Linked DNA regions of Zea mays: region 2 is linked to region 1. The links are chromatin contacts, called in public Hi-C maps. All regions are on one chromosome and are shown on one strand. Each heading gives the region's core, a stretch centred on a gene start, on an enhancer-like site or on the middle of the called end of the contact. The rest is flanking DNA. Distances are from core to core; before and after follow the strand shown. Region 1 holds the start of LOC100281453 (zinc finger homeodomain protein 1). Region 2 holds the start of LOC100216613.

Region 1 (3,854 bases), core at 1,092-3,591:
CAATGCAGCTGCACACAGAGCAGGGCACGATGCTCCGGGCTCCGGAGCGGCTGCCCTGCCAAAAGGAATCCAACAAGCCCAAAAAGCGAAGTCAAAAGGAGGGCGCCCAAGAGAGCGTTGCATCAAGCAATGCAATGGCAATGCAGGGAGCAGGGTTGCAGCAGCACTGGTACGACACTCCACATACCCAAGCTGCGCGTGCACCATCTCCGAATGAGATAGAGGACAGCAGGAGGGAGAGAGAGAGCCCTAAAACTAACACATTGAACATTATTACCACAAGAAAGAGGTGTAATGGATGTCAAAGCAAGCGCCATTGACGCTAGCAGTAACCTAATAATGGAGGTAAAGGTTTATCCAAGAAAGCAACGAGAGGACGACGGAAGACTGGAAGTAGAAGTATGGATGGATGAGATGACTAGATGAGATTAGGTCACATAATCATATTAATCCCTCCTAACTTCTGCTGCATGATGAGTCAACTTCTTAACAACCGGGATGTCACTGAAATTACAAGGGAGGAAGAAGGATAAAGAAAGGAGCTAATAAGCTAATGACATCGTCTGATCCTCCCGCATTACTCTGCGACTACTCGGTACTCACTCATGCATATCATGCTGCTGCTCCTGCTGCGGCGGCGGCGGCGGGTGGTGGTGATGGTGGATGTGGTGCGGCGGAGGTGGAGGTGGGTGGTGGTTGTGGTGGCGATGCTGCTGCGGCGGCGGCGGGGGCTGGGCCTGGGCCTGGGCCTGGGAGGATGGGGGCGAGGGCGGGACCTTGGCGAGGTGCTTGTTGTTGTGCATCCACACCTTGAGGACGCGCCGGGAGACGCCGACCTGGGCGCAGAAGACGTCCACGGCGTCGGCGTCGGGCTTGTGGATGCGCCAGCCGACGCGGTGCGCGAACTCGCGCATGCGGTCCTTCTGCTCCGCCGTGAACTTGGTCCGGAAACGCTTCTTGCTCGGCGCCGGGGGAGCGGAAGCCGACCCCGCTAGGGCCACCACCTGCGCGTGTGGCGGCGGCGGCGGCGGCGCGGCCGGGTGCGCGGGCGCGTGGCCTCGCAGCTCCTCGCTCGACGACTCGGTCAGCGCGGCGGGCGCGGACGCCGGGGACGCCGGGACGTGCGGCGGGCGCGTATGCATGTGCGGCGGGGCCATGAGCAGCGGCATGACACGGGACGAGTTGGCGCTGGCGCGGGCTGTGGGGGTCACCACCGGCACCGCCGAGGGCGATACCACCGCCGCCGCGGCGGCAACGCCGCCGGGGATCGCCTCGCGTCGGTGGAAGCTGCGGTGGCAGCCGCAGGCGGCGCAGGCCAGCGCGGCGGCCCCGTCGCTCCCGGACGGCATGAACTCGCAGCAGCCGTCGAGCACGTGCGCGCCAAGCCGCGCCGCGTGGTTGCGCAGGCACTCACGGTACCGCCACTGGGGTGCCTCCACCACGGGCCGCACGGACGCGAGGCCGAACGTAGAAGAGGCCGCCGATGGGGGCGCGGCGCCACCGCCGCCGCCGAGAACGCCATTATTATTCCTCACTGGTTCTTGGTGGCGCCGGAGCTGGGGCTGCTGCGCTCCCGCGGCTCTGTCCCTCTCCCTCTCCCTCTCCGCTTTCCTCGGATGGAGCTGCGGCGGCTGGCGGTGAGCCGGCAGGAAGCCTGGTGGAGGCAGCGGTGGCTGCGTCACCAGAGATGAGTTGGGAGGCAAGAGCGGCCTCGAGAAGGCGGCGGAGTCCATCAGGGAGGCGTGCGAGCCGAGCCCAAGAGCTTGGGCTTGCACCTCCTGCTGCTGTGGAGTGCCTAAGGGTGCCGCCGCCGCCGTGGTGTAGCGATGGCTTCTGGCCTCCTCATCCTCGTCCTCCTCCTCTTCCTCGTCTTCTTCCTCCTCCTCCTCCAGCTCATCCTCGTCTTCATCCTCCACATGCGATGATCTCTTGTACTCCATGGCTTCGGCTACCGAGCTTGGTTGGGGGCTCGCAGGGTTTGGTGGGCTCTTTTTTTAGAGCTAGGAAAAGGGTTTCTTGGGGGATGGGAGGAGGAGACGGTGGTGTGGTGGCGATTGTATTGCTTGGTAGAGCTAATTAAGCTAGATCATTACAAGAGAGTGGTAAAAATGCACTAAACCATACCAACCGCAACAACAGTTTTGGCACAAAGTGGGGAATGTTTTGGCATGGAGAGCTAGCTAGAGGGCAAACAAATCCATCTTTTCCGTCCATCATCCATCTATGCATGCAGATGCACCCTGAAGGGACCGAGGCCAGGGAGGAAGAAGGGAACAGCAGCAGCAGCGGGAGAGAGAGAGAGAGAGGAAGGGGAAGAGGAGGTGGTGGTGACACGGGCTGGAGAGAAACCGAGCGAGTGCCTACTGCCTAGGCAGCCTTGTCTTGGCTTGGGTTATTGGGTGTGTGTTTGAATGAGTCTATAGGTAGTCTACCACTCCCCCACAAGGCCAAGGCCAATGGTGAGAGTGACGGAGGAGAAGGCCATGCCCACCGACCGACAGGGCCATGTTTCACCCCCTCCCACACCTGCACTATGGCCTACCGGCCGGCCTGCTACCACCACCTCTCCTCCTCATTGTCACTCTCTGTTCTAGGTTTGGCTTTGAACCGTACCGTTTTCTCTATAGATTGTATCTATATAGATTGTATCTGTAGTAGTAATAGTTCGAAAAACTGACTATGATCCGAAGCAGCGAACAGTACAGTAGTTTTGCTTAATTGCACTCAACTGGCCGGGCTCCTGTTTACAAGTTGTGCCGGGTGGCAGTGACCTACTCACCACACCCGCAATAAGTGCAGCTGTGTGGTATTTACTCCAAGTACATCCATGCGTGTCTCCTACGTACTGCCTCGCACCTCCTGCTGCATTTACGCGCTCCCCTCTGAACTCATCAGCTGCTAGTACCAGTACCGGCGCCCTGTACTGTACGTATGGTAAAAATATGACAGTGTCCCTGTTTTTTTTTTTCAAAACCTTCACCTGATCAAGCAACTGACCTCAAAATCCACACTTGCATTGCTAGCAGACCTTACTGCAGTGAAGTCTGAAATAAGAAATGTGACGAGATAAAGGATAGGTAAGCTCGCATTACTGCAGTTGCTTGACATGTGGGTTCGTTCTTTCAGGGGTGTAGCAGTAAAGATCTCCCCATTTAAATTTTCTTGAACCATCGACGACGACCTGCCGTACGAGCAGGCCGCCAGGGCACCCTAAAATCCAAGCTATAGTATCTCCTACCATATTCCCAAAGCACGAAGCCACCAGTAGCTAGCTAGGGGGGTCTATAGCCTACCTGTCGTACATGGGGGGTTTCACGCACCAACAACAACGCCTAGCTAGCTAGGGGCAGAACGGTCATCGGATGCCGGACACAGCTTTGGGAATTGAGGACGCTGGGGTCCCTTTGGCGAACACCGTCGTCATTTGGGTGTGCCACGGTCTGCCACTACCATACATACCATCGATGCCCTCTGTCATGCTTCCATCCCCGGCCCTCTTCTTCCTTCCACGGCTTCGCTTTCAAGTTCCACTTCCACACCTCGTCTCCTCAGCCCTCACTGCCTGAGTGCCTGGGCGGCGTTGCAGTTTCCATCTCTCTTTCTACTAGCTTGTCTTTATTTTCTTCCTCTAATTTACTGTCCGTTTGTTTCGCTTCAGATGCCTAGTCGTCGCCAGCAAGGGGGGAAAGGCGCGCGGTTGGCGATCGAGCCGGCGTGTGTACTGGTGTCAGTCAGTGTTTCACACACACACACACACACACACACATACTACTACTGCAATTTGGCATGCATGCAAGCAGTGCACCACACAGCTGTCTTCCCCGCTGCCAACAAGTGCTCACACATACATGCAT
Region 2 (3,951 bases), core at 1,300-3,799, 220 kb after region 1:
ACTAATTGGATGGTATACGTACCATATAACAGTCTAAGATGTTGTCTGACATTTTTACAGCCACATCTGCTGCTAGAACTTTATAATTTTTTATATATATTTTAAAAAATGACCTTGTTTAAAAAAAAGAAAGTAGGGACTAATCCATGGTAATGGTACTTAACCAGATTAATAGATTTTTCACAAATTACAACCTACAAGAGTTACCGAGTTTATGGTAGCTACAAGCCTAGGAGGCTACGAAAGCTGTAGGTGAGAGAGCTGACTAACAGATACACAAGCTGGCCGTAGAGACGGAGCCAAGGCCTGGCCTGGGCAGTGCCGGTGTGGGTGCCTGGGGCCTGGGCGGTGCCGCTCGGTCGCGGAGGCGTGAGCGTGGTTGGTGCCCGTGCCTGAGAAGCGCCGGCGGAGGGCGGTGGCCGGGCGCGCTGCGTGCTGCAAACGAAGGCGTGGAGCCGTGGAAGGTGGAAGGGCTGGGGCACCGGGCTCCCAGCACGGACGCACGATGATCTCCTGGCGGCCGACGCAGCGGCTCTCATCTCGCAAATGCGGCGCACGCCTAGTTTCTGTTCGAGGAATCGGGGTTCGCCGATGCTGCGCTCGCCTGAGACCCGACCTGCTCGGCCGCGAAGCCCGTCCACGGAACGAACGAACGAACAACCTCAGTCTAGAACCGGACTCGACTGATGAGTAATGACTAACCCGATCCAACCCAATCCACTCGAATCCAGGCGCAAAACAGTAGTGTTGTCGTCGCTAGGGAGACGAAGAAGAACCGCGACGCAATGCTCACCTGCCTCCTGGAATTCCCCCGATCCTGGACGGATACAGCAGCACCCGACCGGGGCTGCCTCCGCGTGCGTCGTCCCACTCCTCCACGCCCCACGGAGATCCAGAGGTCCCTCCTCCCTCTCGCACGACGACGGTGGAGGGGGCGGCGGCGTACGAGTGAGGGCAGGGGAAGGGAGGGGGAGGCCTTGAATCCTGGACGTGTCCGCAGGGGTGTTCTCGGATCCTGTCACCGCAGCACGGGACAGGGGGAGCAGGGGCGGCGGGTGCGAACAGGGGGAGCAGGGGCGGCGGCTCACGCGGGGTGGGAGAGGGGGAGGCGGGGGACGAACGTGGGCGTAGAGACGATGACGAACGTGGGCGTAAGCAGGGGCGGACGGTGTAGATTTACAGAAGCGATTGGACGGTGTAGATTCACCGAGGGCAGAACCAGGGGAGGCAGCCTACCTCTTGCAGCCTTAATAGGTAGTATAGATTATGTAGTTTTAGTTGTCTCTTTTAATTAGAAAACCGTTAAAAAAATAAGGGATGTAAATATCCTAGAAAATGGGTCTATGATCAATTTTAAGGGGCCGTTTGTTTTTTTCAGAATAGAGACATGAAACAAATTCTAACCAATTTACTTCTCTAATTTATATAAGTTTTGATCGCTCTTAAACGATTTCGAGTTTATTTCTGTACAACCGAACGTAACCTAATTCTTTTGAGCGACACATGTGTGGTTACATTTTTTTTTGAAGTAATACTTGCAAAGCCCCCATCGATAGAGTGGTGGTGGTACTGGCATCACGTCTCAAATGCATCATGACCGGTTTCACGTCTAACGTCCCTATATGTTTAGGATAATGATCGTGCCCGAGTTCATGTGGGGGTGAACTTATATGATGGAACTTAGAATTTCTCCGGTGGATAGTGTAAAATATAGGAGAACTGTATATGACATTATTTAACATTATTTACTGAGTGAAGTTTGAAATAGTGTCCATTCTCCAAGACCTAATAATCGTGCTCGCAAGTTCATCATCTAAAACCGGATTCAGGTGGGCGCGAACACAGAACACAGGATTATGGAAAGAACAATGCCCGTAGGCATACCGCGTACGGATTGAATGAATGAACAGGCTAGGATGTCAGTGTCCCGGTCAACTCACCTCAAGGGAATTCGACCAAGGGGCCTGGAGCTGGAGGAAGCAATGGCGTCGGCATGCCCAAGAAAGGTGATGACCACTCAAGTGGGGGCGCTCATTCGCCGGCGCCCCACAATCTGCTAAAGCCGACGGGGAATACTAACAATCGAGACCAAAACGATCGGCGCCCGGGCCGGGCCCTTCCTTCCCTCTGCCCGAGTGCCTGCTGGCTGTTGCCTTGCCGCAGCGGTTGCTTTGATCCGATGCAACGTCCAAAAGCAAAAGCAACAGCACGTAGTAGGCCACAGGGGGACACGGGGGTGAGTGAGTGAGAGAGAGAGAGAGGCCAGGCGGCTGCTGCAGCAGAGTGCAGACGTGCCGAGACGTTATTCCAAGCTCGCATTGAACTGCTCCAAAGGGATCCCAAAGCGCCAGCCTTTCTCGCGGCCCGACGAGGGAGAGGGAGGATGGGGCGGCAGCGGGCATCATCATGCCATGACAGCAGCTGAGCTGAGTGAGAGTCGGCTCGTGATGAAAAACAAAATCGCAAAGTAATCGCTCGGTTCAAACCGGCGCCTTCAGCTCCCCATCATAAAACGACCAGCACTCCCCTCGGTGCCCAAGAGTGCGACACCCAAACGGCCGAACCATTTTCTTCGAGGGAGAGCGTGGTGGTGGCATATATCAGCAGCTAGCAGCTTGAGAGAGCGCCGAGAACCAAGGATATGCCTGACCCCACGGTCTACTACCCCGCGTCCTCCAACGCCGTCCTGCGCGCGCGGGCGCCTTCCACGACCGCCAAGGGCTCGTTCGGCCCGGTCTTCGCCGTGCTCGCGGCGATCTCCTTCCTCGCCGTGGCCGCCTGCGTCGCCGGCAGGCTGTGCGGGCGCCGGCTCTCCAGGAAGAGGTACGCCGCCGACCAGGACTCCTACGCCTCCGACTCCGTCGGAGGCGACCTGGAGAAGGGCGGCGGATTCGAGATCAAGTGCCCGGCGATGAAGCCCGTGGCGAGCTCCCGCGCCACGATCCACGACATCGACGACGGCTTCGAGATCAAGTTCGCGCCGGGGAAGCCTCCGGCGTGGAAGAGCGACGGCAAGCTTGCTGGCAGCAACAAGGGGCGTCAGCTTAAGCATCAGCAACAGCCCCAGCTCGTCGGCGTTCCCAAAGGCTACGCCGTGCCAAAGGACTACGCGGGCTTCAGGTACCCTGCTCAAGCTGTGGCTGTGGCTGTGGACGGGCAGGGGCAAATAAGGGGCGGGGCGTTCGTTCCAGCGAAGCCTGGCACATGAGCGAACAATAATGTAGCGGCAGCTTTTTAGGTTCACGAGACTCGATCGATGTATCACGTACAATCTCTCGTCGTCCCTCGGCGGACGACGGCGTTTTACATCTTCAACTCTAGTTTTTGGGGGCGCAGTGTGCAAGAGTTGGAACCCTCCGCGAACTAGTTCCAGGCACCACTTCCATATCGTATTTTGTACATCAACCCATTATAAAAGCAGTGAAGAAGAACATCTCATTCTCCAGTGACATGGCATGGCTTGGCTTGGAAGCATCAATCGTCGACAGGGTCCTGAGGAGCTTCGGTAGCGTTCCGTTTTATGGTGATGACGGGGCATTCGGCATGCTTAACGCAGAACTCGCTCACCGTGCCCACGAAAACCCTACATGGAGTCCATTCAGACTCGGTGCATGTAAATTCCATGTACATTTTTCTTACTGAAATTAATTCCGTAAATAGAATGCAGCGACAAAAAAAAACTTTTGCGTAGTCTCGATAATCTACTAGTACCATCCAGATACTAGATGAATAGACTATGGTAGACTATAGTATGTTTGAATGCACTAAAGCTAATAGTTAGCTGCTAAAATTTGCTGAAGTCATCCAACAGTCTAGCTAACAATTCAGCTATTAGCTACTTTTAGCAAATTAATTAATAGTTAGCTAGATATTTTTACCAACAATTTTTTTAGTCAATTAACTATTAGTTCTAGTGCAACGACTAATATGCAAACATGTAAGTAGACTTTT

Evidence for each region. A called contact is a pair of places that touch in the nucleus more often than the background predicts.
Region 2: a contact with region 1 is called in a Hi-C map of ear, with 3 times the contacts expected there. The contact joins the promoter of LOC100216613 here to the promoter of LOC100281453 in region 1. A contact is called at or near these places in 5 of 25 Hi-C or Micro-C datasets (bundle sheath, ear, endosperm and 2 more).

What each region holds. Positions count from the first base shown.
Region 1 is chr4:165,285,264-165,289,117 of Zm-B73-REFERENCE-NAM-5.0, forward strand. LOC100281453 (zinc finger homeodomain protein 1) reads right to left here and starts at 2,342. Exons shown (of 1, transcript NM_001154371.2): 1 at 424-2,342. The coding sequence starts at 1,940. The coding sequence ends at 600.
Region 2 is chr4:165,502,277-165,506,227 of Zm-B73-REFERENCE-NAM-5.0, forward strand. LOC100216613 reads left to right here and starts at 2,550. Exons shown (of 1, transcript NM_001143026.1): 1 at 2,550-3,444. The coding sequence starts at 2,642. The coding sequence ends at 3,208. It overlaps LOC100283256, which reads right to left. Exons shown (of 4, transcript NM_001156158.2): 4 at 3,228-3,583. The coding sequence ends at 3,475.